4 separate regions of the Sus scrofa genome follow, and all the other regions are linked to region 2. A link is a contact called in public Hi-C, HiChIP or PLAC-seq and promoter capture Hi-C data. All regions are on one chromosome and are shown on one strand. The core of a region is the stretch at or near the end of the contact, and the rest is flanking DNA. Distances in the headings are between cores, read along the strand shown.

Region 1 (7,374 bases), core at 2,374-4,873, 350 kb after region 2:
GAACCTAGCGCCCAGGAGGACGAGGGTTCAATCCCTGGCCTCAGTGAGTTAAAGGATCCTCCGTTGCTGTGAGCTGTGATGTAGGTCGCAGAAGCGGCTGGGATGCGGCGTTGCTGTGGCTGTGGTGCAGGCCAGCAGCCGCAGCTCAGATTGGACCCCTAGCCTGGGAACTTCCATATGCTGTGAGGGCGGCCCTAAAAAAAAAAGACTCAGGAAAGCGTTGCTGAATTCATCTTGGATGAAACCTACCTGTTGTGCAGGTAGAAGGGAATTTGGGCAGTAAAGCGTCTGATAGAGAAAGCTCTGATCCTGATACTAGACGTGCCAGTGAAAGAAGAAAATGAACCAAGGCTTCACTGCCATCTGTGGAATTCAAGGAAAAAGCCTGAAGTTTTTGGAAACTGCTTTAGTAAGTCTGAAGACCAAATCCTGTACACCAACCTGGATAGCTGGCATGTTTTACTTGGCCCTGAGAGATCATGATTTTTAAACTAACAATGGAATCTTCTGTCCTGTGAAAACTGGTCCTGTAAGGGGCTCAGTCCTTAGTCTGCAGCAATTTAGCTTTTCTAAAGTCTTGGGGGAATCTTCAAAGATCAACACATCCATTATTTAATGATGGCTAAAACAGGACTCCTCCTGCAGGTCCAATATTAAGGTAAAGTGAAAGTGACTGGGAAGATGCATTAGCATCTACACCTAGAGAGAGAGTAGAGTCTTCGGAATTTGAAGTCGGAACAAGGAAGTTTATTAAGGTTCTATACCATCATGAATGCCATTTCTTACTCCTGAATGACAACAACAACAAAACGTAGTTCTCAGCATGGCATTTTCTTTTAAAGCAAAATTTTGTAAATCCAAAGTACAGTAGGTAGGGTAGCATATTGTTCAGGGCATTGCAGGTTTGAGATAAATGTACTAGGATTTATATTTTAAGCACTTCAAAACAAAGAATTGTATGTTCATCTCTTTTATTCCCATAGGTTTGAGCATCTCCATTAAAACTAGAAATACCCTTTTCCATAGTGGCATATTTAAAATGCCCGATCAGGAGGTCTCACTGTGGCCCAATGGGATCCCCCGAGTCTTGGGAGTGCTGAGATGCAGGTTCAATCCCCTGCTCCACAGGGTGGGTTAAGGATCCACTGTTGCCGCAGCTGTGGCTTAGGTAGCAACAGTGGCTCAGATCTGATCACTGGCCTGAAGACTCCATATGCCAAGGGGCGACCAAAAAATAAATTAATTAACTTAATTAAATGACTGATCACCATTAACTATATTTTACTACTGGTCCTCTAACCTTGTCCAGAAAACAGTAAGTCATTGGTATACATTTTAAGAACTTTGTAAAGCTAATCAAATATTTTCTGACTTTTTAGCCCAAGGGGTAAATTAAATGTCTTGTAGCCATTATTCACCACTGCATTCCTAGTGCATAAAAGACATGGTAGACAATCCTAAATACTTCTTGTTGAATGAATAAAAAGCTGTTGTGTTTCACACGTCTGTCAAGTCCATGAAAAAATGAGAGGAATCATTATTGATATGACATCTCCATGTGCCTCCAGGGCAGCCAAAAAAAAAAAAAAGACATGACATCTTGATTTAAAAAAAAAGGCAAAAAAGAACCTGGAGTTCCCGTCGTGGCCCAGTGGAAACGAATCTGACTAGGAACCATGAGGTTTTGGGTTCGATCCCTGGCCTCCCTCAGTGGATTAAGGATCTGGCATTGCCATGAGCTGTGCTGTAGTTCACAGACAGGGCTTGGATCCCTCCTTGCTGTGGCTGTGGTGTAGGCCGGCAGCTGTAGCTCCAATTAGACCCCTAGCCTGGGAACCTCCATATGCCACGGGTGCAGCCCTAAAAAGACCAAAAAAAAGCAGAAACAAACAAAAAAACCTCCGGGATTTCCCATCCTGGCTCAGCGGTAACCAACCCAACTAGTATCCAGGACAACTAGGATTCGGTTCCTTTCCTGGCTCAGCGGGTTAAGGATCCGGTGTTGCCCTGAGCCGAGGTGTAGGTCGGAGACAGGTCTGGGATCTGGTGTTGCTGTGGCTGTGGTGTAGGCCTGTAGCTGTAGCTCCAATCAGACCCTTGGTCTGGGAACTTCCATATGCCACAGCTAGTCATTAAAAAAAAAGAAAAAAACAACAGCAGGAGTTCCCCATCGTTGTGCAGCGGAAACGAAGCCAACTAGGAGCCATGAGGTTGCAGATTCAATCCCTGGCCTCACTCAGCGGGTTAAGGATCTGGCGTTGCTGTGACCTGTGGTGTAGGTCACAGACGCAGCTTGGATCCTGCGTTGCTGTGGCTGTGGTGTAGGCCAGCAGCTACAGCTCTGATTCAACCTCTAGCCTGGGAACCTTCATATGCCACAGATGCAGCTCTAAAAAGCAAAAAAACAAAACAAAACAACAAACACTCCAGCTTGATGGTCATTGGGAAGGGTAAATTATTTCTCACCTTTTTTCTTTCTTTTTTTTTTTTTTTTAACAGCTGCTGGCCTACACCAGAGTCACAGCAACACCAGATCCGAGCTGCATCTGCAACCTACACTACAGCTCAGGGTCACACCGAATCCTTAACCCACTGAGAGAGGCTAGGGATGAAACCTGGACCCTCATGGTTCCTAATCGGACTAGTTTCCACTGCACCATGACAAGAACTCCACCTTTATTTTTTTTTTTTAATTTATTTTTAGTTTTTTGGCTTTTTGCCATGTCTTGGGCCGCTCCCTCGGCATATGGAGGTTCCCAGGCTAGGGGTCGAATCGGAGCTGTAGCCACCGGCCTACGCCAGAGCCACAGCAACGTGGGATCTGAGCCACGTCTGCTACCTACACCACAGCTCACAGCAACGCGGATCCTTAACCCACTGAGCAAGGCCAGGGATCGAACCCACAACCTCATGGTTCCTAGTCAGATTCGTTAACCACTGCGCCACGACGGGAACGCCCACCTTTATTCTTAAATTCAGATAAACACTACTCATTTTAGAGCCAGTGAATGCAAGGATTAAAAGAACCTCTTTCTTGTTACTGTACTTTAAAATTACGTATATGCGTTTCTCCTATGCAACGTTTACTCTATTCCATATAGTCTCTTCGTTGCCACATAGTGTCACAGTATTAAAGCCTTTTAAGCAGGCTAGTGGCCAATAAATGAAACTTTACCTATCATTTGCTTTACACTGGGCCCAAGCTGGAAAAGTGTGACTCTCTAAGTAAAATAACCACTTTCCCAAATATCGAAGTGAACGTTTCCTGATGTGAGGGTGCGATGAAGGGGTAGAATGAAGATCAAACCCATTTACCTCAAAGTTTTACTCCTACTCGTCGTTTATCACCGCAGCAGCGTTCCAACCCATTTCCAAAGACGACCAGCCCAACTTAGTCTGCACTGACAGCCACATCGCGGACTGCTCTGCAGATCGCTGCTAGGGGCACTGCGGATCAAAACCTATTTTACAAACACTGGCTCGGTCTGAATGACACTGAGTAATTAAGAAACTCTCCCGCGGTCTTGGTTGTCACGACACTGTTCTCCGGACACTCGGGAACTCCACCAGAACGTGATGAACCGCAGAGCATCGATTCAGTCCCAGGGGGAGCGGCCACGGGCAGCAGGGCACCCGGAGCCAGGCGAACCCGCCCACCCACCCGTCCGAGAGACGCAGCGCCGCCCAGGCACAGAGGCGGTAGGGACGTCAGGGGCCGAGGCCGAACTACCTGACAGGGTTAGAGTTGGCGACACGACACCCGCCAAAGGACAGGGCAGGACAAAGGAGGCCAAACGAGTCCTCCGAAAAGCACCAAGCGCGGCGCAGACCCGCACGCCGCGGACAAAGCGGGGGAGGGGGCCACGCCCACAGGCGGGGCCTCGGCCGGAAGAGGCGGGCCTCGCGCGGCCCCGTCGTCTAGGCAACGGGGCTCCTCGGAAGCCCAAATCCAGGCGTTTAGGGCGGGGAGGAGGGGGAGGGGGGCCCAAGGCTGCACAGGGAGAGGCCCCCGGGACCCGGGCGCCCGGACGCTTGCCCCACCACGGCTTGGGTGGTCTTTCGAAGTGGGGGCGCGGACTTTAAGAGAGGATTCCATGGCACATGCGGGAAGGGGTCGGGGTCACCTGCCCTCTACGGGGACCCGGCCTGGCGAACCGCTCCCCTCTCGGGTCCCTTTGTCTCCAAGCCGCTCGGCGCTGGGCTCCGGCCGGCAACACAAAGGGCGGGCGGTGAGGACCGCGCAGGCGCGGGAGCCGCCGAGGCTGCCGGGAGTGGTGGTCCGACTGCCGAATGGTAGGTCTCCGGCGCGGGCAAATGGGCCTCTTGGCCACACAAGTACGCATGCGCAACCACTTCCGTCTTGCCGGGCCAGCCTGGTCCCTCCGCCCCCGGAGGGACGCGGGTTTCTAGTAGTAAGAGCCGAGGGGGAGGTGTCCGTGATCGCCCCGCCTATTCTTTCTCCTGATTGGGCCGCCGGGGTGAGGGCGGAACCTGGATTGGCCCTCGAGGTTGCCAGTCTGTTCCGGGCCGTACTTATTTCCCGGCTGCGAGGCGGGATCAGGAGTGTGGGACTGAGCAAAGGGAAGGAGATGGTGACCCGGGATTGTGATGGTCCCGAGGCCGGGTCGGTTCCAGAGAGCTCTGGGCTATGCCACCTGCCTCTCCCGCAACACCCAGCGGCCATGCAGCCCCGCCCAACGCACTTTGCCTGCAAGTGCGAAACTCCCACTAAAGTTTTCAGCTCGCCCGCTGCCCCTTGCCCCCGCGGCCCCTGCCCCGGCAAAAGTGACAGACAAAGCCACACCCCCGTGCGGCGGGGCCGGTGAGGGGCGTGAATGCGGCGGGGGCGGGGCCCACGGGGGAGGGGGCGGTGGGGCCAGGACGCATGCGCGATGCAGGGGGCCGAATGTTTCCCAAGTGTTTGAAACTGGTATTTGGGTTTTCCACGTTGGACAAGTGCGGCGCGGCGGGCGGCGCGCGCCCCTTCCCGCGCTCGCTCGGCCCCGGCCCCGGCCCCTGCGCCGGGGTGCGCGCCCGCACGCCCGCCCGCGCCCGCCCCGCGCCCGAGGCCGCCGAGCTCCGGCCCGGCCCGCCAGGCGCCGGTCCCCGGGCCCAGGCGGTGCAGCTCGCAGATGTAGCGGCGCGGGGCCGGCCGGAGGGGAGGCGCCGGCGGGCGGGAGCCTTGCATTTTGCAGCGCTGGGCTCCGAGGGGGCGGGGGCCGGAGGAAGCGGAAAGCCGCGCCGAGTCGCCGGGGACCTCGGTGAACCATGTTGAGCCCTGCCAACGGGGAGCAGATCCACCTGGTGAACTATGTGGAGGACTACCTGGACTCCATCGAGTCTCTGCCTTTCGATCTGCAGAGAAACGTCTCGCTGATGCGGGAGATCGACGCGAAATACCAAGGTACGGCGGGATGGATGGGCGGGGGCGGCTGCTCCATCCCCGTCGGTCGCGGCGCGCCGCGGGGCCGCGGGCCGTCCTGATCCCCGCTTGGGGAGCCTCGATCCCGCGGCGGGGCCCTGGCCGGACAGAAACAAAAGGTCTGGAGCGTCTTTGATTTGCGAAGGTCCTTGTGCGCGAAGCCCGGACACGGAGGAGGAAGAAGGAACGAGAGGTCTCAATGCCAGGCTGCGCGAGCAAAGCGCTCTTTGTAGTGAAGTGACGAGGCGGGGTGCTGCGGGGGAGGGGGCGCAGGGGGCGCCGGCTGAGGCGCCGAGGGAGGGATGTGCAGCGGTCGCTAGCTAGGGGCTCAGAGACGGTGCTGCGCGCAGGGCTGCTGGGAGGGCAATGCGGGCGAGGGGTCCGCCGGCCCTGCTCGCCATCCCCGGAACCACCTTCACTCAGTCCCGAATCTGAGTGTTACATAAAGTCCGGGGTCGGTACTCCGCGTGGTGCAGCCCCAGTCGCCCCCACCCAGCCCCCGGCCCTCCCGCGGTGCTGGACACGGAGCGAGGGCCGACGTACGGGGGGCGACGCGGCCGGGTGTAGTTTGCGGAGGGCCAGGGCTTTATTCTGTGCGTGCAGTGGTCAAGGGGAGGGGAGGGAAGGGAGGATGGGGCGAGGAAGTCGCCCATCTGTGCTGTGCTCGGGGGGCGCAGGCAAATATTGTCGACTTGGAGAGGAACATGGCAGGGGAAGAGGACCTGTGGGTCGTTCTCTGCTGCCTCGGCCGCCCAGAATGCCGGAGAGAGACGGAGGGTTCGGGTCCGCTGGGAATTGCTGGCTGTTGGGGAAACTTTCCTCCCAGGTCAGGCATCGCATTGGGGCTGTGTTTGGAACGTGGATAATCACTCCGAGTTTACTAATGTTTACAGGACTGCGCAGCAGGGAAACGGAAGAGTGGGGGGAGGTGGAAAGCCACTACATGCCCCACAACAGACAAGACTCACGCGAGGAAGGCGCCCCTGCGCGCTCTACCCGAGGCTTTGCTTCGCAGCGACTTTTATAGGAGGCTTATTAGCATATTGTGAACGTTCCCCCTTGGCCTTCTGTGATTGGCCGTGGCCTCTCCCATGGAATGTCCTTATCAGTCCGCTGCTGAACCATTGGTTGCTGAGCCGGATGAGGGCGGGCCTTGCGCAGTTACTGGCATAGATCTCTGTTTCCGCTGCCTCTTTTTTTCTCTTTCGTAGAGGGGCGGGGAGGAGGGAGGAGGTCGAGTTGATTTGAACGTCTTCAGGTCGCCCGGCCTCCGGCCCTGCATTGGTTATTGGTGCTGCTGGGGCGGGCCGAGTTCTCTGACCCTGGGTTGTGATTGGTGCCCCACCTGGCCACCGCCCTCCGGTCCAACGATTCCTACTGGCAGTGGCTGCCGGGGCGGGGCGCGCCTCCCACTGGCCGCCTACCCATTGGCGGGGCTGAGCCAGCCTCGCCCCCGCCCCCCACCGACGCGAGCTTGGCCCCTTCCGCCGCGGAGTAATGGCGGCGCCCGGGGTACAGGGCAAAGCTGGCGATCCGTGTCGCTGGGATTGCCGAGGGCGCAGGCGGGGCTCCGGGTCGGGTCCCAGGGACCCGCGGGTTCGGCCTCGCGGAGCAGCGGACGCGTGAGTGACCCGGGTCTGGGGCTGCTTCTCGGTGGTCGGTGTCCCGGGACGAGAACTGAGTGGCCCCCTGTGCGCTGAGCTGGGAGAAGGCTTGCGGGGTGGAGAGACGAACGCGGGGAATTTCGGGTTTTCTGGGGCTTTGTGGAATTCTCTCCAGCGCTGTTCGCTAGCACTGTTAGGGAATTTCAAGATGACGAAAAAGTTTATCCTTAACATTTTCTGGCGTCCCCGTCAGTATGCCCCTAAGGCTGCTTTCTTACTGCTGTCCCTACCGCAGGAAGCCGGTTTACTGCTGCAGAACCAGTCTCTTCAGTCGAGTTAATGCATAGT
Region 2 (7,227 bases), core at 3,834-6,333:
TGAGGGCCTTCAGGGAAGAAGGCCTGACTCTCCTGAAGAAGGGAGGTCCAGGCCGGGGCTGGACCACGGCCCTTCCCTGGGCCTCCAGCCCGCATCCTGCCCCGCGGGTTGCGGACTTGGCAACCTTCCCATTCGCATAACTCCTTAAAATAAGGCATTTCTTTTGTTTCAGTAGAATCATATCTCCCTCTCTCCCCTGCCAACTCTGTCCTTAGAGATGCATGTTGTGTGCACACGACACACACACACTGTACATCCGCCCACGTCCTACTGGACCTATTTCCCCAGCAGGCAGCGCTGCCCACGGTTCCGGAAAAGCAGCACCATTGACACATGTCTGCGAATTCGTCACACCATGCTTCCCGTCATGGCTTATTTCCTATTAAGAAATTGTACCTCGTGTTGAAACTTTAGATTCTAGAAGTCAGGGCTATGCGTGGGACTTGGGACTCTTCTAAGGTGGCAGAGGTTAGACGAGTATGTTAACAGGCAATCAATCAGGCAAAGTGACTGAAAGTGAATTTAGTTGTGTGGCTTCTGTTTCCAACAGATTCCTGTAAAATCAAAGAACGTACCTTCATGCCTGGCAACCCTGGTGGTCCCTAGAAAAGAAAGAGTTGGTATTAGTTTTGTTTTTCTCAAAACATTGTGAGGATTAAGATAGACATTTAAAAAAGAAAAAGAAAAAAAAGGAGTTCTCATTGCGGCTCAGCGGAAACGAATTCAGTTAGTATCCGTGAGAATGTGGGTTCGATCCCTGGCCCCACTCAGTGGGTTAAGAATCCGGCGTTGCTGTAAGCTCTGGTATAGGTTGCAGACATGGCTTGGATCCTCCGTTGCTGTGGCTGTGGTGTAGGCTGGCCGCTACAGCTCTGATTCAACCCCTAGCCTGGGAAATTCCATATGCTGCAGGTGCAGCCCGAAAAAGAAAAAGAAAAGAAAAGGCAAGGAAATGGATTAGAAGAGAGAAATTATCACCAAAGAAAAACTTCTGACATAACAACACGATACTTACAGGATTTCCGGCAAATCCAGGCAAACCCGGAGGTCCCACTGGTCCTCTCTCACCCTGGGGGGGACAGCAGACAGTCACTCTCGAGGCCGGGCAAGGTGTCAGGACGCCAACTCAGACACCATCAATCACCCTGTCCTACCCTTCGGGGTGCTTCCTTTGTTGGTGAAAATTATTTTCCTAAAAATTGCTACCAGCTGTATGGCACAAGCCTGTCTCATGATGGAAGAAATACATTTGAGAATAAAATGAATAGGGAAGAGAATTAATATTAGCATTTTTCTTATTTGCTTTAGTAAGAGACTGTAGGTGAGAAATTCAGTGTTTAAAGCAATTTTGGAATAAAAGTCTACGAGAAAAGGCATGATGGTGTCTTTCCTGAACATGAACTGTGGGAAAACTGTGTCTCCTCACCAAATACAGAAAGATGCGAGACAAGTCACTTTCCAGCTCTGGCAATAAAACTCTGTTCACAGGACAACCTCTCCATGTGCAAAGCTAGGTACAGAGACACCAAGAGGAAGGTCCCAGTTCTAGATGTACCTTTGTCCCGTTGCATCCCGGGATGCCTGGGGGACCCGGGGGCCCATCCTGGCCAGGAATACCCTGTAAGTAACAAAGTGAAAAAAGAGCCAAGTCAGAAAATCACTGATGGTGCCACCACTCGCAACCAATGCCTTAGGAGGGAAGCAGGTGCATCTCATATACATACAGGAAGTCCTGGGTTTCCAGGGTAACCAGATGCTCCTGGGGGTCCCTGTAGGGTGGAAATGAAAAAGTTTTCATTGTGCGCAGGAGAAAACCTCACTTCCTCCCACTGTACCCACGTGGCTGAGGGGGCTGGACCCTAACTGCGGGCCTTGGAACATCTGCCCTAAGCGGGCAGAGCGTCCCGGGGAAAGACTTCTCAAGGCCCAGCCCAGGGAGGCAGGCGGCCTGGAGTTTCAGAGGCAGCTCAACATCAAGGCTGATGATCAGTTACTTCTAAAGTCAAGGCTGCACACCCACAAAATAACTCTGCCCTCTTCCCATCTTTTGTCATTTCTAGGAGAAAGACAGACGGACAGACAAAGTTGTGTTAAATGCACAAACAGTTGGCAAGAAGAGTATATGGCATGAATCGATTCACCGCGAGAAGAAAATCAAAGTTATTATGAAGTAGCTCAGATCTTCTCCACCCCACACGTCACGACGAACCCCTGCCTCCTGCCCTAAGGGCCCAGGGATGCAGGTTCTCGGGCACGCTTCCCTTTCCACGAGATAACAGTGACAGAATTGGAAGGCTTACATTTCACCGGGTCTTCCTATGTTTCTACCTCCAAGCTTGCGTTTCCCAGGAATGGGAGCAGCAAAGAAAGCAGAGTGTGAAGAAGGAAGAGGAAGTTTAGCTCTGAAAACTTCACCGCCTTTCACGGTAAGTGAAGGCATCTCTCTGACGACAGGTACGCGTCATTCCCCCCCCCCCCCGCCCCAATTAAACCCTTGAGGAAGGACAGATGGAGAAAACGCTGTGAAAAGGACTGGGAGGAGGAGAGCAGCTCTGGGCCCAGGACTGGAGGTCAAGGGCACAGGCTCCACCCATCCCAGGTCCTGGGGCCCCGCCCCCGTGCTGTCTGAGCTCCTGTCTGAGCTCCAAGGAGAAAGGTGGGGGGCGGGGGGTGCACAGAGAGAGGAGGAGGAGGGAGGGACACCCCAGGACTGTCTGCAGGCGGGAGGGTAGGCATAAGGAGCCCGACCCCAGAGGCATCGCTGGATCCCATCCCGCCCACAGTCGAAAGCGCTTTAATGACCCTGGTACTCACTCTTGTCCCTTTAGTGCCTGGCAGTCCTGGTTCTCCAGTGTCACCCTGGAACACACAGAGATGCCACGGTGACCACCCATCAGAGCAACAACACAGACCATCTCACAGCCCCCCGCGCCCCCCCACCACACCCAGGACGGCCAGCTCACCTTCTGTCCTGCGGGTCCCTGGGGGCCCTCAGGTCCCTGCATTCCCGGAAACCCGATGACACCTTGTAATCCTGGGAGGCCTCTTTCTCCCTGCGGATGAGGAAGGAGGACGTCAGACCAAGGACAGGAAAGAAACGGAGGAGAAGACTAGAAGTCAGCCTCTCGGAGCATCGCCCAGCACCCAGCCTGCCGCGAGCATCTGGAGAAGACGCCGCCAACGCTTCCCTGTCTCGGGAGACATTTTCCTGCCATTTCTTAAGCTTCTCCAAGGGCAGGAGTGCCCCTGCGTGTCCCCAGCGTGACACTTCCTACACACCGCTTTCTAAACGCTAAGTGGGTCCTTGGGTGAGTACGACGACAGACTGGTGAGGATTTTCTTCACCAAATTGCTCGTGGCCTCATTTGATGAGTGGAATCTTCTCGCCATCAGCAGACGCGGGGCTGAGACTGTGAGCAGATGTCATTCAGGCCTCCCATTAGCAGGATTGTGGGCAGAGCCCTTGGTGGGAGCTTCACCCCGAGATGCTGAGACTCCCTGTTCCATCCAGAGCCTGAAAGGCTTTCACGAGCTTCTCTAAAACGTGTGGGAGTTTATTGTGGGCGTGGGGGTTGCAAAGGTCTCTGCCCTTGTGGAGCAAAAAGAAATAAAGTTTCTTTTTAAAATAGTGAATGTTATTCGGGGACCACACAGGTGGCGGTAATTCGGAAAGATGGGGGGACTCCAGGCCCTGAGCTGGCCCTTAGGAGATGTTCCCGGACCAGGGATGGAACCTGAGCCACAGCAGTGACAACACTGGGTCCTTAACCTGCTGTGCCACCGGGGAGTTCCCAACCTCAGCTGATTAAAGAGCAGCAGGCATTGTGGAAGCCACAGGCAGGGGTCTCCAGTGTCCAACACTTTGCTCACAACCACGTTCGTTCAAAGCAAAGAGAAACCAACAAGCTACACATCACATAACACAAACATTTACGCCGCAAACAGCACATCACCAAAAGTTGCTTAAAGCTTTGAAACGTGGCATAAATGCAAGGATGTGGGAGAGAAACTCCCAGAGTTGTCCTTTTCTCCAAACCCAAACCCCTCAGCCAGTCCTGGTGCTTGCTGGTGAATTCAGCACCTGCTGCCTTTTTTTTTTTCCCCTTTTGGCTTTTTGCTTTTTAGGACTAAACACTCAGCATATGAATGTTCCCAGGCTAGGGGTCAAATTGGAGCTGTAGTGGCCAGCCTATACCACAGCCACAGCAACGCCGGATCCTTAACCCACCGAGCAAAGCCAGAGATCGACCCTGCGTCCTCATGGATCCTAGTCAAAGTCATTACCACTGAGCCACAATGGGAACTCCCTGCTGCATTTGCTCTGATGAGAAAATGGGCTTCTGAACTTGATCTCCAGCCACTTCGCCTCCCCAGATTGGGCATTTTGCTGGAAGCGGAAGTCAGGAGGCTGGAAGCAGCGTGTGAATAAATGGGAGCGGATTAAGCCAAACCCTAGAGGCTACCATCGCGTCCTAAACGGAGTAAAGAAAACTAAGGAGTTCCCGTCGTGGCGCAGTGGAAACGAACCCGACTAGGATCCCTAGCCTCACTCAGTGGGTTAAGCATCCGGCGTTGCCGTGAGCTGTGGTGTAGACCACAGATGCGGCCCTGATCCCTCGTTGCTGTGGCTGTGGTGTAGGCTGGCGGCTACAGCTCTGACTCGACCCCTAGCCTGGGAACCTCCATATGCCATGGGGGTGGCCCCACAAAGACAAAAAAAAAGAAAGAAAGAAAACTAGGCGCGGCCCTTTGGCACAGCTCCTTGGACCAGCTGCATCCAGGGATCAACCAGGAAGAACAGATGCTCGCGTCCCCAGAGCCCGGCCCAGGACTTGACACCGAACGCGGGCTCCTTCTCCCCGAGGCCTGCGACAGGGCTGGGAAAGGAAGACATCCTCAGACCAAGACGCGACCAATGCAAAGCTCCTCAATACACTGTCCCTTCACCTAAAATCACAACAGACAGAACTGCACAAACTCCTGGCGCTGGAGATGGCTTCTCACGGGCATCACACGCACCGCCTCCCTTACTCGGACGTGGGAAGGTTCTACCCAAAATAGACCAGAGCTGAACGGCACACAGCTGGCTGAAAAAGAAGTGAGCCCTGAATCGCGTATCCTCGGATAACCCGACGCGAGATGGGAGGACGCGTGAAAGGCACGTCAGCAGAAAAGCCTCCGGTATCGTCCCGAGAGTCGGGGCAGATAAAGATTTTCTAAGTCTCTTTTTAATCGTGGAATGCATGGAGACCCAGAGCCAGATGAGCTGATTCCTCCAAGTTTCTCACTGAGTCAGCATGAAAGCCAGAAATAGAAAGGAGGCCAGCTTCCCCCAGAGCTGGTGTTTTTTTCTAGGTCACTAGAGCAAGCTGGTTCCCAGCGAATTTTCAGTAATTCACCAGCATCGCATTAGCCCCTTTTATGTCCATTTCACAGATAGGGAAATGAGGACTCCAAGGCTTTACTGACGCGTCGCATGTCACTGGGTGACCCCTGTGTGCTCCTGGGAACAGACGCAGAACTCTGAATTCCCAGTGGGAGCTCTCACCGCGAGGACACATTCCTCCCCGAATGTCAGCGGAACACTTGAGCAAGCCCCGTATCCCAGGAGTTTTGAAATTAAGGAGCTAGAGGAAGTGACTCCTCTATGGACATGGATCTGGCCGCCTCACACATATTTTTTTAACTTTCCTCATCTTTTGTTCAGACAAAAGTACACACGATTAGTCTCATACCCTGGACCCCGTCCAGGGCTCTTCTGGGCAGCAGGGCAGGGCACACAGACAGGATAAGCATTCAAACAGCAATACAATTAGCTGGCAAACACAGGCCAAGTGATGCCGCAGCCTTGCAGCAAATCTCCACGACGGGCAGAGGGAAAGCAAAGAGCTGGGCAGGTTGTGTGAAGGTTCTCCCACCAGGTCTTTCTAAGCCAGACTCTGCAGCTGCAAGAGCGATGCTACAGTCGTGACTGCTCGTGCGCCGGGGTTGCTGGGGTTCGAGGCAGAGCGTGCAGTTAAAACAACTGAGAAACAGGACCCTTTCGACACCTCTTTGCCATGAGATCCTGGAGGCAAGAGGTCCACGGGGACGTGGTGGCCAGAGCAAAGCCCATGACCACTGTCGTCACCGCAGCGAGAATTTCAAGTGGGGAGTGAGAAGGGCTTCCACAAACGTGTTTTGATGCAACCACATTGACTAGTTTTATTCCAGAAGGTCAGTGCTGTGTGCTGTACTAATTAAAAAAAAAAAAAAAAAAAAAAAAAAACTTATGTCCCAACAATGGAATGATTATCACTGCATCTTCCAAGGATGAAAGTCAGAATTGGAGGAGAAAAAAAATGCTATAAAGATGAAAGAACGCAGCCATGGTGAAAAATCTGGGCATCAAAATTAGCCACTCTAAATTAGGCAGGAAAGAGAGTTCCATGCATGCAGCAACATAAAATTTTTACATCATGTATTACGTAGAGAAGGACAAATCTTTTTTAAAAACCCATAAAAGATGGGAATAAAAGGCTTTTTATACTATCTAATTATTTCCCCTCCTCTTAAAATCCGTGCTTAAACAAGTTCAGATGGAACCCGAACACCAACCCTGGTCCCCTTTGAAGCTTCGTCAAGAATCCAAATCCAAACAGAGTCCCCAGGGTCGCGAGGCTGAGTGTGTGAAACGGTTCTAAGGATGGCAGAGGAGACACCGTTACCAGCAACAAACCCTGAATTATCACGGATCCAGCATCAGCAGGCTTCAAAATCTTACTGTCTCTTTTAGTCAAACTTTGAATTAATTTTTCAAATTTAAAATCATGGAGTTCCCGCTGTGGCTCAGCAGTAATGAACCCCGACTGGTATCCATGAGAATGCGCTCAGTGGGTCAAGGACCCCGCGCTGCCGTGAGCTGTGGTGTAGGCAGCTCGGATTCTGTGTTGTTGCTGTGGCTGTGGTGCAAGGGCCGGCAGCTACAGCTACAATTTAACCCCTAGCCCGGGAACTTCCATATGCCACACGTGTGGCCCTAAATAGCAAACATAAATAAATAAAATCAATTAAGACACTACGATAACGGATGTTGACAGTGGGCTGAGGTCCAAAGGAAAACACCGCCCAGGCCCTGGGCTCCCCCTGGACGGGGCCCGACTGTGACAGGCAGGACCACCTGTCCCCAGGCCCGAGGCTTGCCCATTAGAGAGGAGAGCACAGCCAGCAAAGGATGCTTGTTGGACA
Region 3 (7,171 bases), core at 2,582-5,081, 290 kb after region 2:
CTACACCACAGTTCACGGCAACGCCAGATCCTTAACCCACTGAGCAAGGCCAGGGATGGAACCCACACCCTCATGGTTCCTAGTCGGATTCGTTAACCACTGCGCCACACTGAGAACTCCCTGGAGCCCGTGTGTCTTAAGCAGAGAGAAAATCCACGGAATGAAGTCACCAGACTCCCAATCAGGTGACCTCACCTGGCCACCCTTCCAGTGGGTTTCTGTGTGTTTATTTTGGAGAAAAACTCAATGAACAAAACCATAGGGGAGGGAAGTTCCCGTCGTGGCTCAGCGGAAACGAATCTGACTAGTATCCATGAGGATGCAGGTTCGGTCCTGCCTCAGTCAGTGGGTTAAGGATCTGGGGTTGCCTCGAGCTGTGGTGTAGGTCACGGGTACAGAACGGATCCTTCATTGCTGTGGCTGTGGCATCGGCTGGCAGCCATAGCTCCCATTCGACCCCTAGCCTAGGAACTCCCATGTGCTGCAAACAAATAAACAAACAAACAAACAAACAAAGTCCATATGCTGCAGACAAAAAAGAAAAGGAGTTCCTCCATGGCTCGGTGGGTTAAGAATTAGGTGTGAACAACAATACAAACCACCACCACAAGGAGTTCCCACTGTGGCCGAGCAGTTCAGAAATCCAACTCGTACCCATGACGATGTGTGTTCGATCCCTGGCCTCGATCAGTTAAGGATCCAGAGTTGCCGTGAGCTGTGGTGAAGGTCCCAGACACAGTTTGGATCTGGTGGTGCTGCGGCCGTGGTGTAGGCTGGCAGCTGCAGTTCCGATTCAACCCCTAACCTGGGAACTTCCATATGGCCCAGGTATGGCCCTAAAAAAGAAAAAAACAGAATAAAACAAAAAGAATTAGGTGTTGTCACCGCAGCAGCTAAGGTTCCATTCCTGGCCGGGGAGCTTCCACATGCTGTGGGCATGGCCCCCCAAAAAGTCAATAAAGATAGAATATAGTCAAATACATCACTAGATTAACCACATATGTTTCTGGAGGTGACACAGAAACATTAAAGTTTATAATTTTTTAGTCACAAAAACTATGACTTGGGTGCCTCTCCTAAATTCTCAAAGCTATTGTGGAGGAATTAGATTTTTTTTTTTTTGCTTTTTAGGGCTGATCCCTCAGCATATGGAGGTTCCCAGGCTGGGGGTTGAATCAGAGCTACAGCTGCCGGCCTACACCACAGCCTCAGCACAGTGGGATCTGAGCCACGTCACAGCTCACAGAAATGCCAGATCCTTAACCCACTGATAGAGGCCAGGGATCGAAACTTTGTGCTTATGGATGCTAATCAGATTCACTTCTGCTGAGCCACGACGGGAACTCTGGAATTAGATATTTTATATCTAGATTCAACCTAGTATTTTTTTTTTTAGGGCTGTACTTGTGGCCTATGGAGGTTCCCAGGCTAGGGGTCAAATCGGAGCTGCAGCTGCTGGCCTACACCACTGCCAGAGCAACGCAGGATTGTTAACCCACTGAGCAGGGCCAGGGATTGAACCTGTGTCCTCATGGATGCTAGTCAGATTCGTTAACCACTAAGCCCCCATGATGGGAACTCCTGGTACTTTTTTTTCTTTATATTGTAATTATATAAGAGGTTTTTATGGAAAATGTGGGCCTTCTAAAGTCTCTGAAGTTAGAGCTATCAAGAAAAGTCTATCACTTCATTTGTTAGTGGTTGATACCTAAATAAGTGTGCAAATGTACATGCACTCACGTGCACACACACAACTAGATATTTTATCCTGCTCAGCCGAACTTCCTGAATAGGGATGAGTAATGTGAATTCCATGATCGCAGAGGCAGGCGGGTGCGGGTTATTTGGCAAACGTAGGGAGAAAGGATGGAGAAACACGTTCTTGGGTTTTACGTAGCAGAAAAGGAATAAGAACACTCAATACAGTGGCCCTGTAAATGTGACAAGTATAAGAAGAGCTTTCGTCATTTGAGACTTTGATAATGATTCTGTTCCTTAGCCTCATCAAACTGACCGATGAGAAGGGGTTGTAGTGAAATTACAAAGGTCAGCCTTCACCAATGGCCTGGCCCAGAGTCACCACTGCAACCCTCCTGCTGAGGCAGCAACAGCCGATGGAAAAAGAGTCTTCTCCATGATAGCCAAGCCAATCAGTAACAGCCTCTACATTTTAATTGATTATTTTATTTGTGGTTTTAATCATAGCAATCACAGAGATGAGATGACAATTTTCATGCCTGACAATAGGCACCTCTGAGTTTCTGCATTTTATTTATTTATTTTTCTGTCTTTTTGCCTTTTCTTGGGCCGCTCCCGCGGCATATGGAGGTTCCCAGGCTAGGGGTCTAATAGGAGCTGTAGCCGTCTGCCTACGCCAGAGCTACAGCAACGTGGGATCCGAGCAGTGTCTGCAACCTACACCACAGCGCCACGACGGGAACTCTGAGTTTCTGCATTTTAAATAAGCTCCCAGAAAAACTAAATCTGTTTAAGCCTGACTGGTTTTCTCTTAAGTCTGAAAATAAAGACTTGCTGAGGTTCCTGCTGTGGTGCAACAGGATCACACACGCTGGACAAAGGAAAGATTCTCATCCTGGGCAGGATGGAGCAGGATGGCGTGAGATTTCATCGTGCTACTCAGAACCCTATGCAGTTTAAAACTTACGAATTGAGGAGTTCCCCTCGTGGCGCAGTGGTTAACGAATCCGACTAGGAACCATGAGGTTGCGGGTTCGATCCCTGCCCTTGCTCAGTGGGTTAACGATCTGGCGTTGCCGTGAGCTGTGGTGTGGGTCACAGATGCGGCTCGGATCCTGCGTTGCTGTGGCTCTGGCGTAGGCCAGGGGCTACAGCTCCAATTGGACCTCTAGCCTGGGAACCTCCATATGCCGTGGGAGCGGCCCAAGACCAAGAAATAGCAAAAAGACCAAAAAAAAAAAAAAAAAACTTACGAATTGAGGGAAGGTAATGGAAAGTAAGGCACCCAAGACCTCAACGAGAGGGAAAGACTGTGTTATTTCACAGGTGATGTTGGGAAAGGGGAAGGACACTCGGTGGGCGTCCACTTCCATGCTGGTCACCTTTCACTCCCTGTCCTTTGGGCTTTAGAAAACAAATCCTCATAGTATCAGGGGGTTGAGATGTGGAGTCTAATGAACCCAACCAACTTCTTAATTCTTCCCACCACACCTCCAGGAGGCAGCAGTACTCACGGCAACGCGAGATCCTTAACCCACTGGGCGAGGCCAAGGGTCGAACCTGTGTCCTCATGGACACTAGTAGGGTTCATTTCCGCTGAGCCACGACAGGAACTCCCCCAACCTATTACCTTTAAAATGGATAAACAGGGTCCTATTGCATAGTACAAGGAACTACATCCAGTCTTCTGGTAGACCATGATGGAAGATATTTTAAAAGAGTGTATATATGTGACTAATCCACTTGGCTGTTCAGCAGAAATCCGCACACTGCAAATCAACTACATAATCTTAAAACAAAACCAAAAAGACAGCCAAGAATAAAGAAATGATTTTATACCATCCCAAGAAACGGGGAAAAAAGCAGTGTGCGGAGTGGAGGAGAGCGGGAGAGGCGGGGTAGGAATCACTCCACAGAGAACGGTCAGGAGTGGATTTGCACGGAGACGACGGCAGCGGGGCTCAGACCCAAGTCAATGGAAACAATCGCGGGGGCGTGTCCAGGACCGGAAGAGGCCCGGCCGGGGTGGGGCCAGTTGGGAGCCCATTTCCGGCGGCGGCGCGGGGGCGGCCGGGAGACCGGAAGCCGCCCACGGCTGTGGGGCCCGTGGGGCGCGGGGGCTGCCGGGAGACCGGAAGTCCGCCGATGGCTGTGGGGGCTGGCTGCGCGGCGGTCCGCGGCTGCGGGCGAGGTAAGCGCGACTCGGGCCTTCCGGGGCATGGCCACCCGGGCGGGGGCCGGGGCTGCGGTCGCCGGCGCCGCCGTGGTCGCGGTGCTCTCCGCCGCGCTCGTGCTCTACGGGCCGCCGCTGGACGCAGGTACTCGGCGGGGGGCCGCTGGTCCGGGCGGGAGGCGCCGCGCTGGGGCCGGGGTCGCGGGAGCCGCAGGTGCAGGGCTGACCGAGGGACCCCGAGGCCCCCGTCTCGGCCTTGGCTGCTGAGTAGGGCGGACGGTGGGGGAAGAATTGAGGCGTAAACGGGACGAGCGCGCCCGACGTGGAGCCCGGAGGGTGGCTTTCCTCTCCCTCGCCCTGTGATGTGAGACCGCGGACCTCTCAGGCCGCTAAGTAGCCAGCGCGCTGTTAGCTCGCTGCTCGCCACGGAAGGGAGAGGCTGCTGCTTTCCCTCCGTGTAACGCAGGCAGGCGCCGAGCCAGGGTCCCAGCCAGAAGGTAGCTAAATGGTAAAATGCGCTTTTGCTGCGGTCCTTCTCAGAGGCAAGGCGGCAGGTAACTGTTGGGGGCTTTGGGGGTTTGTCCTTTGGCACTGTCGTTAGTTTCAGGGGGTTTGAGGAGCATTGAGGGGTCCCTCTGCTTCCGCACTGAGCACAGTCGCACCAGTTTGGAGATATTTTATTGGTGGCTGTTTGCCTTACATTCACATCGTGTGATTATTTAGCAAGATGTCTCTGTGAGTCCGCTGGAGCTTTCATTACCAGACTGGCTTGCTAAACTTGGGCCGAAAAACAAGTCTAACTCCAGATTACGGACTTTCCTGTCCCAGCTTTAGGGCATCTCAGTTAATTTAAAGATTGCTGTAACCTGTTCCGAAGGAGTTACCCTTCCCAGGAATTGAAAGCACCTTTGGCACAGAAACCTTGTTATCACCGAAAGGTGTGAGAGGTTCTAGAAAACAGCCCACGGTGACGCAATCTGTTTAACGCCCCTCAGCTGCACTTGTTGAAAACAAACAAAAACCAGACAGGTTTGCCCTGTTCTTCCAGATTCAGAATTGTGTGAAGACATTACCTAATGGGACAAATTTTAAGTTGCCTCTTGTCATGGCCTTTTTATCCTTCAGAACTTTGATGTTTACACTTAGTATTTGTTTCTGTGGTTAAGCCCAGATGGTGTCAGTTAGCCAGCTGAAACTTGGTTCTCTGTGGAGTGTAGGGAAAATTTTTAATTGGCCTTTGGCCCTTTCGCTAAGGGTTCTCAGGTGAATGTTACCGGCCGGATGCAGGCTAGCAGTGTGGATTGCACCTTGCATTCGTACAATTCCAATTAAAGCTTAAAATGCTGTGCTTCTCAGCAGTGTTTTTTTCCCCCACATTCCAAATTGGTTTCAGAAGGCATATGAGAAGGATTTCACTTGTCTTTTAGTGGGTGGTATATTTGATTTAAAAAAAATATATATATATATATTTTTTTTTTTTTGCCTGAAAATGGCAGCGTTTTGGTGAATTGTTGTCTCCTGCCCTGGCTTATTCATCCCTAATCATGGCATCTTCACCAGTCTGTCTCTCTGGGCCTCGGTTTCCTGCCTGTAAAAGGCTAAACTAGCTGCCCATGAAGAGAGTGAACCAGGAAGCCACTAATTTATCAGACATTCCCTGAGTGGCTTTTTCTTTTTTGTGTGTGCGTGTCTTTTTAGGGCCGCACCCCCGGCATATGGAGCTTCCCAGGCTAGGGGTCTAATTGGCTGCAGCTGCCAGCCTGCACCACAGCCACAGCAGATCTGAGCTGCATCTGCAACCTACACCACAGTTTATTGCAGCACTGGATCCTTAACCCATTGAGCAAGGCTAGGGATTGAACCCATGTCCTCAGTCAGATTCATTTCCTTTGAGACCCGCTTATTCTGTGCCAAACTCTGTTCGAAGTGGTTAAGGGCGAGAGTCCAGCCCTTAACCCAGTCACAGGTTCGTAAGGAGGCACAGGTAGAGGGGGGTCGTCTTAGGGATGCTTGTGTGTGATGGTGCTTAGATTAACACGATGGTACCTAATAAACCCAAGACATTGTAGGGACCCAGAAGGATCCTTGAGCGACTGGTACGTTTAGATTTTGTCTTTACAGTTTCTAGACTTTGAAAAGCAACTGTCTTTATTGTTCCGGGGCATTTGAAGGAGTGACCATTTCCTGATATTCTTGTATTGACCAGTCTTATTCTACTGGGTATGTTCAAGTTAGAAACAGATTCACGGTAAACACCTTCATGCCCACACACACAGCTCGCCAGTGGGCTGCAGTCTGACTGTAAGAGCTGGGCTTCCTGTCCCACAGCTCTTCCAGGAAGAGACAGGGTGCGGCAGGGAATTTGGTTGGGGTGCAGGTGGGCCTGCGGAGGTTGAGTTGAGAGCTGGTTGCTTTTTTAGCTCAGATGTGCCCAGGTGGCCTGGCCGTCGGGTTGGACCGTGGGCTGGAGCAGAGCAGTCAGCGGCTGGACCGATCATTGAGCCAGTCTTGTGCCTTTTTGTGGCCGAAGGGTTACAGTAGTTCTGTTCAAGTTTTCATCCTATTCTGATCTGGAAGAAAGGGGAGTGGTACTTGGATGGGTGGTGGTTAATATTCTTTTACATCTTGGGGTCTAAGCCTCTCATCTGTCAGCTAAGGAGGCATTTTTCATCTACTCGTTAAGGAAACTACATGAGTAATTCTGTCGGGTGAAGAGTAGAACCGTGGGAGTGTTACGGCGATAAAGCTGTTTCACCACATGGGCCGAGGCAGCCTCTGGTCTCCCCTTGAACTCGTGACTCACACCTAGTTTTTCCCAGAGGCTAGGGTAACCGGAAGGATAAAAATGTTGGGTGCCTTTTTTTTGGTGACAATATTGTTCATATTGGCAAAGATCCTTTAATTCTGGAGAAAATACACAGTTTATCTATTATCTACTCATCCATTGGGGTCTGCAGAACATAGCATTTCTCTCACAGCTGAGTTCTTTTAAATAATATGGCAGAACATAAAACCCAGGAAGTTTTCCAGGAGTTCCCATTGTGACTCAGCAATAACAAACCCGACTAGTATTCATGAGGACACAGGTTTGATCCCTGGCCTCACTCAACGGGTTAAGGAACCAGCATTGCCCTGAGCTGTGGTGTAGGTCATAGATGAGGCTCAGATCCTGTGTTGCCATGGTGTAGGCCGGCAGCTCAGCTCTGATTCGACCCTTAGCCTGGAAACTTCCATATGCTGCAGGTATGGCCCTAAAAAGCAAAAAAAAAAAAAAAGTTTTTCAAGACAGGCCAATTAAAA
Region 4 (6,833 bases), core at 2,964-5,463, 270 kb after region 2:
TGCGGGCGCGGCCCTGAAAAGACAAACAAAAAGGTCTTCAGGGGACTGACCGACACTGGGACACGGGGAATGCAAACGAGTCACAGCCACCCCACCACCCTCAAGGGGGTGGAAAGAGGGAGGGCTGAGTGCAGGGCATCGCCTGGGGAGGGGGCACCCCTGGATCCAGCGAGGGGCCTGCCCTGGGCTCCAGCTCTGGTGGAACGTCCCTTTGGGCCCACCCATCTCTTTCTCATCACCCTGCTGCATTTTCCTCCAAACAGTGATGGGATGTGTCTCCGGGCTTGCCCCTCCCCCCCTCTGGCACTGACGCCCACGGGGCAGGGACCCCAGTGGGGGCAGGATTTCCATCTGATGATCAAAGGACGGCATCTTTTCACAGCTCGGACCTGCCGAGGGGCAGGCAGAGAGGAGGTGCTGGTGGCTTCTGTTGGGCTGTCTCCTCACTGGGTGACCTCCTTCTGCTTCTGGGACTCAGCAAACCATTTCCAGGGACCGCCCCACATCTGTCCACCCAACAAGGCCAGGGTCAGAGAGGAAGTCCCTGCAGGAGGAGGAGGCTAGCTGGCCCTGGACCAGGTCTGGGTCCAACTCGACCTCTACCGGCTTCCAGCCCCGTCCCCCACTGTCACCTCCCCCTGAATGGGTCCTGTGACAACGGAATAAGATAACTACCTAACAACCAGTAAATCGCTACTCTGCTCTCCACTTCACACACACACACACCCTGCTGCTGGCAGGCATCGGGCAGCTAGCACTTTGGGGTTTGAAAGGACATGCCAAGAGCAAAACAGGAACTCTGACCCCTTACGAACATTTTTATTATTAAACTCTCTCCACCCCGTGACCAAGAGCAGCCTTTAAAACAGTCTGTCCCCAAAAAAGACAAAAAAGCAAAGAACAGTCTGTCCTCAAGCTGCTCCCCATCCCTCTGTGCCAGTTATAAAAACTAAAATGAACGCAACTCAGAAGACAATGTCTGTGGAATAGGAAAAAGGAGCAAGGCAAAAGGAGGGAAAAAGAGGGAATCCCCAAAAGCTAAACTTTGGAATTTCCAACAAGAATTCCAAAAAGCAGGAGCTCCTGCTGCGGCGCAACAGGATCAGCAGCCTCTTGGGAGCACTGGTACTCGGATTCAATCCCTGGGCCCAGCACAGTGGGCTAAGGATCCAGCGTTGCCACAGCTGGAGCTTGGGTGTTGACTGCGGGTGGGATCTGACCCACGGCTCTGACCCCTGGCCCAGGAGCTCCAAATGCCGAGGGGCGGCCAAAACGGGGGGAAAAGAAGAATTACCTCCAAGAAAAGATTCACACCTGCCTTTTCCCCCCAGGCTGCCGAGGGAGCCTGGCACCAAGGTGGACTAGGTCCCTGTTGACTCTGAGCCGAGGTCACCCTGAGCGAGTGTACACAGGAGGGTAGCAAGTGTGGAGACAGGCCCAGAGCACCCACTGCCCCAGGGGCCGGCTGAGCTCACATACGGGTTCCGGCGAGAAGGCAGCAGTCTCGGCAGCCAGGAAACGAGTCGCTGCCCCTAGGAGCCAGGGCATCACATCTGCCATACTGCCCAATCCTCAGGGGTCAAGATCTGGGCTACATCACGTCCTTGTCACGGAAGAGCAAAGTGGCTGGCCGAAATGACACTGCTCCTTCACACCTCAGATGCCAAGACGCTTGCTGGGACACCCTGTTCCCAAAACGCCACACCATGTGGTAACAGTCAGCCTCCAGCAGCACCGCCTCGAGGCTCTGAGTTTGGGTCCCCAGCGCCAACCCTGAATTCCTGTCTTGTAACCAAGGACAGCAGTGAGGTCCAACCGTTCATCCAAAGAAGCCTAAGGACCAGCCTCGTAAAAACAGGCAAAGTCTGGGTCGTGTTAACTTGATCTGGTTTCTAAAGCCCTCGTTCCATCATCACCAAACCCTTAGCACGGGAGAGTCAGCTTAAGCAAGGGACCTCGCAGGAACCTCCCTCTGCAGCCCGGAGGCGGAGAACGGAGCAGGGGAGGTACATCTGCACCCGGGAGATGCTGTTTTCACAGTGTGATTGCAAATTAATTAGTCAGGACGTTCACCAGCGCAGACAGAAAAGACAGCAACGGGCGGGGCGGGCCTCTGACAGTGGCCGTCATTAATTCAGTTTTAAACACAGGATGAGTTACATCTTGTTTATTCAGCAGACTGTGCGCCCGAGTCGGCAGTTTGAAAACTCTGGACAGGATCTTCTGGCATACATCTTACTTCTTAAAGTGCAGACATTTAAAAAGTCAGACCTTAAAGTTTCGGGCTTCCAGAAAGTCAAGTTCATTGAGAACAGGCCATACTATTTACAGTTTCTTTACTCGTGGTATCTTATTCCTTTCGTGGGGAAGGAAATATATTCTATTGTAACACCTCATGTCAGTGTAATTTTGTAGAGTTAAACTGTAAGCTTGAAGCAAGATCCTCCAGTAAACTGTGCTTTTGAAAAAGCACAAATATACCACACAATTACCTGCCTTAAAAATGCTTCTACAGGAGTTCCCGTCGTGGCGCAGTGGTTAACGAATCCGACTAGGAACCATGGGGTTGCGGGTTCGGTCCCTGCCCTTGCTCAGTGGGTTAACGATCCGGCGTTGCCGTGAGCTGTGGTGTAGGTTGCAGACGCGGCTCGGATCCCGCGTTGCTGTGGCTCTGGCGTAGGCCGGTGGCTACAGCTCCGATTCAACCCCTAGCCTGGGAACCTCCATATGCCGCGGGAGCGGCCCAAGAAATAGCAACAACAACAACAAAAAGACAAAAAAAAAAAAAAAAAAAAAAAAAATGCTTCTACAGAAAATCACTTCAAAAACCCCATAACGTCCATGAGCCTAGATCAAGCCAATGATAAGTGGGAAATGCAGATAAACTTGGCATTGAGGGAAGAGACCTCAGTTCTGCTTCCTATTTTCCTGCCTAAGCCCTCAGGGAATGTTGGGAGCTTCCGCTTTCTTTTCCTTTCGTCCTTTTTTTTTTTTTTTTTAAGGGCCACACTGGGGCATGTGGAAGTTCCCACGCTGGGGGTTGAATCGGAGCTGCAGGGCCGGCCTACGCTGCAGCCACACCAGATTGGAGCCACATCCGAGACCTACGCAGCAGCTTGCGGCAACACCAGATCCTTAACCCACTGAGCGAGGGCAGGGATCAAACCTGCGTCCTCATGGACACTAGTCTGGTTCTTGACCCCCTGAGCCACAACAGGAACTCCTGTTTTCTCTTTTGGAAGGAGATGTAATTATATCAGCACTGCTCACCCCTCAAGGTGGTTGTGGACAGCAGCTGAGCTCCTGTTGGTGGAAGGACTTAAATGCCTCGGGTTACCACTAGCTGTCTGGGCAGGGGTGCTCTGGAGCCAGATGCCCCTCGGGGAACACAAGTCACCAGCAGGTTCTCTTTGGAGCCAGGGGTGCTTTCCTGGATTGTCACTAAGATGTACCCAGTAGCTAAACGGCTGGTTTTCCAAAGAGCAAAGGGAAGTAGGAGTAGAAAGGGGCCAAGGGGGGCCCCACACTGTGACGAGGGGCCTGATCCCCAAGACTCAGTCACCTGCAGAGCAAGAGCAGGACCCCTGTGTGGGACAGGGGACACCTGCCCTGAGGGGAACTTGGCCCTCGGGCACCCCGCCCCAGGAGGGCCTGGCTCTGGGAGACCCCGCCCCCAGGAGACCCCGGGCCGTTCCCGACCTTGGCCCTGACAGCCGCTTCGCTCAGCTGGAAGCCCCTCGCCCCTCACCTGCAGTGTCCCAGATGGAGATGTTGTAGGAACGCCACTGCTTCAGGTAGAAGGCGCCGCCCACCGTGCTGACTGTGTCCGGGAAGCGCCGCTCCATGTACCTCTGCAGCAGCGACGTCTTGCCCACGTTCATGTCCCCCAAAAGCACGATCTTCCCGTCTGGCTTTCTCATTTTCCCGCAGGAGCCCCCCCCTTTTCCCGTGCCCTCTGCCCCCTGTGCCCGGGGCGCGGCAGGAGCAGCCAGGCTCCCCGAGAAGGCTCAAACTCGGAACTCGCGGAGACTAGGACTCGCGGGGACCCCGAACTCGTGGCGACCCTCCGGTCTGGACGCCTGGGAACGCGGAAGAGGAAGCGCGTGTCCGCGCTGGGAAGGAGCCGGGGACCCAGCCCGACGCCCACTCAAGGTGTCCAGACCGCGGCGGTCAGCACCAGGTCGGGGGCGCCCGGGCCCCGCCCCGCCCCGCCTCCAAGCCCCGCCCCGCCTCCAAGCCCCGCCCCCAAACCCCGCCCACCCAGCCTCCCGAGGCCCGGGCCCGCCCGCGCCCCGCCCCCGTGGACTTGGCCCTTTGGTCGGAAGGTGCTTTCTGCCTGGAAACCTTGGGCAGATTCGGACAGGTGGGAGCCCCGGCTCCCGGGGGCTCGAGCGAAGATGGAGACGGAGTCCCGGGAGGCGGGCCCCGGCTGGACGCCTCGCAGGGACGCGGCCCGGGCCTGCTGACCTTGGAGCCGAGAGTCCCGGCGGGGATGGGCCTCCAGCTCCCTCCCCCGCCCCAGGCTTCCCTCTGGGCCGGACGCGCGGAGTTTTCCAGAAGGGAGCGAATGTGGGACACCACCCTCCGACTGTCAAGGACTAGGAAGGAGCGGGGCTTGCTAGCGTCGTTTTGTTTTGTTCACTTGGGCAAGAAGCTCTTTTCTGAGACGTGAACAGCCGTCGCCACTCAAAACTTTGGAGGGGAAAGTCGACGTGGGCAGTTGCAATGACTGCCAAAGACATCTTTCCTCCTTTTGCTGATGGAGTGAACCTCGAAATGCTTCTTAACGTTCTCGGCGTGTGGGAGTTGGCATTTATTTGGGACAAGGGCGATGCCCTAGTCTGGACACCGGGAGGCGGTGTTTGCTGAAGCCGAGCGGTGTCCTGGGGTTCCGGGCGGAAGGGGAGTGGGGCGCCCTGAGCGGGGGAGGCATGAGGGCGTCTCAGCCGAGGAGGGCCGACCTTGAATATTCGGGGCTTTCTCTGCTTCGAGGCCTTCCCTGTTCCCTGTGGCCTACGCCCACGCCACGAGGCGGAACTCTGCCCACGGTTCCTGCCTCCGTCCCGCAGCACAAGCACCACCCTTCCCACGCCTTTCCGTCTCGGCCCTATCCTGCTTCATTTCTCAGGGCTCTCGAATAAAACCGCACTGTTTCATCTCTGTGCATCTCCCACTCTGGAAACTAAGCTCCATGAGGAAGGGACTTTTGTCTTCTGCTCACCACTCTGCCTGGTGGGGGTCGTCTCGCACAAAACAGCTGCTCAAGAAAGATTTGAGCCAGAACATGGTGGCTGAATTCACCATCCCGGTCTCAGCGGGCTCCGCACCTCCCTCCTGGGTCGTTCAAATTTCCCTGCGGACAGGGAGTGTGTTTTAACCAACCCTGGGTCTCTGCCCACCTTTCTGGGGAGCTCCCTCACTCAGTAAACAGGGGGATGATCCCACAAAGGCAGGTCAGTTGCTTCCTTTCTCGGGCATCTCTCAAGTGCTGAACTGAAACACAGCCCCAGCTCAATCAGGATGTGTTTTGTGTGTAGACAAAAGTGTTCATTAGCTGAATGTTGCCTCCACTCAAAACACTGGTGGCTTCTCATCAGGATTTCAGGGGCAAGGACAGTGCCAGCACATAGCCCAGTGCCTGGCATGTAGAATTCACTGAGCAAGTTCATTTAAAATTTTTTTTGCTTAATTGTCCAGCACTTTGGAAAACTAAATTTAACCAGGAGAATGTCCCCATATCAAATTCCAACCAGTCCTAAAAAAATGCCTTAAAAGACTGCTAGTTGTCTCAGTCCTCTTCAGGAAGCAGGACTGAAGAAGAAGTTAAAAGGTTGAAAGTCTGTTTAAACTATCCACTCATGTGCCAAGTTCAATGTTTATTCTGCCTGCATTTAAACCACTGGCCTAACAGGGTAATCCTTTTTCCAATTGCTTAGACAAGAAGTGCCCAAAGCCAAGAAAATCATGTAGTTCCTTTTTAAAACGATGCCAGCTGGAATTCCCCGTTGTGGCCCAGCAGTCAGGAACCTGACTAGTATACATGAGGATGCGGGTTCGAGCCCTGGCCTCGTTTAGTGGCTCAAAGGATCTGGCATGGCCACGAGCTGTGGCGTAGGTCACAGATGAGTCTCCACTCCTGAGTTGCTATGGCTATGATGTAGGCTGGCAGCTACAGCTCCAATTCTGTCCCCAGTCTGGGCATCTCCATATGCCGCAAGTGCATCCCTAAAAAGATTTTAAAAATAAATGAATAAGAAATAGGAAAATGTGGTTGCTTCTGTCGGATTTTGCAAAGTGGCCTGTCAGTTTATAGGTACTTTGATGTGAAACAATTGTACCTTTTAAACTACTCTCCTCTTTTCTTAAACAAACAAGCAACAAGCTCTGCCTCTCTACAGGTATTCGCTTAGCAGATAGGAATTGAGGCGCTAAGCTCCAAGCCCTGACCTAGGACTAGAGCAGTGAGAAAGACAGCCAACAAAAGAGACAAGCAAGGAGTTCCCACTGTGGCTTATCGGGTTAAGAATCTGACTAGAATCCTGGATGATGCAGGTTTGATCCCTGGTCCACTCAGTGGGTTCAAGGATCCGGCATGGCCACACGCTGCAGTGTAAGTCACAGACACATCTTGGATCTGGCGTAGCTGTGGCTGTGGCATAGACCAGCAGCTGTAGTTCTGATTTGACCCCTAGCCTGGGAACTGCCATATGCCGCAGGTGCAGCGCTAAAAAGAAAAAAAAAAAGCAAAACATGTAGTATCCTAGATGGTGATTAAATACTTGATGGAGAAAATCGGAGCAGAAGAGGTAGACAGAGATCGAGGCCTGGGGATG

What was found. Promoter capture Hi-C pulls out the DNA fragments that hold promoters and counts their contacts. Hi-C and Micro-C count contacts between places; a contact is called where the count stands out from the background. HiChIP or PLAC-seq counts read pairs in DNA pulled down with a chosen protein or histone mark.
Region 1: an H3K27ac HiChIP or PLAC-seq map of skeletal muscle shows a contact between it and region 2, with 3 times the contacts expected there. The contact joins the promoter of CARS2 here to the enhancer-like site in region 2. A contact is called at or near these places in 2 of 5 promoter capture datasets (fetal liver and liver), 12 of 47 Hi-C or Micro-C datasets (embryonic fibroblasts, fetal heart ventricle, fetal liver and 8 more) and 2 of 2 datasets of contacts at active chromatin or transcription factors (alveolar macrophages and skeletal muscle).
Region 3: a promoter capture Hi-C map of liver shows a contact between it and region 2, with 6 times the contacts expected there. The contact joins the promoter of NAXD here to the enhancer-like site in region 2. A contact is called at or near these places in 1 of 5 promoter capture datasets (liver), 15 of 47 Hi-C or Micro-C datasets (brain, embryonic fibroblasts, epiblast stem cells and 11 more) and 2 of 2 datasets of contacts at active chromatin or transcription factors (alveolar macrophages and skeletal muscle).
Region 4: a contact with region 2 is called in a Hi-C map of liver, with 5 times the contacts expected there. The contact joins the promoter of RAB20 here to the enhancer-like site in region 2. A contact is called at or near these places in 1 of 5 promoter capture datasets (liver), 11 of 47 Hi-C or Micro-C datasets (embryonic fibroblasts, fetal heart ventricle, fetal liver and 7 more) and 2 of 2 datasets of contacts at active chromatin or transcription factors (alveolar macrophages and skeletal muscle).

What each region holds. Positions count from the first base shown.
Region 1 is chr11:77,266,313-77,273,686 of Sscrofa11.1, forward strand. CARS2 (probable cysteine--tRNA ligase, mitochondrial) reads right to left here and starts at 3,624. Exons shown (of 15, transcript XM_021065916.1): 1 at 3,316-3,624. It overlaps ING1 (inhibitor of growth protein 1), which reads left to right and starts at 3,960. Exons shown (of 2, transcript XM_021065917.1): 1 at 3,960-4,293. The coding sequence starts at 4,095.
Region 2 is chr11:76,914,603-76,921,829 of Sscrofa11.1, forward strand. It overlaps COL4A1 (collagen alpha-1(IV) chain), which reads right to left. Exons shown (of 54, transcript XM_021065910.1): 3 at 2,964-3,053; 4 at 2,815-2,859; 5 at 1,725-1,769; 6 at 1,556-1,618; 7 at 1,016-1,069; 8 at 576-602. Among named protein-coding and RNA genes, the nearest start is that of COL4A2, 79 kb to the right of the region's middle. Within about 2 kb of position 5,084, at least 19 of the 83 cell types and tissues checked have an H3K27ac peak or open chromatin away from gene starts, as enhancers often do. A contact at or near this core is called in fetal skeletal muscle, liver and skeletal muscle, where this site is marked.
Region 3 is chr11:77,206,401-77,213,571 of Sscrofa11.1, forward strand. It overlaps NAXD (NAD(P)HX dehydratase), which reads left to right and starts at 3,832. Exons shown (of 10, transcript NM_001243422.1): 1 at 3,832-3,889. The coding sequence starts at 3,844.
Region 4 is chr11:77,184,680-77,191,512 of Sscrofa11.1, forward strand. It overlaps RAB20 (ras-related protein Rab-20), which reads right to left and starts at 4,214. Exons shown (of 2, transcript XM_003482931.4): 1 at 3,749-4,214. The coding sequence starts at 3,920.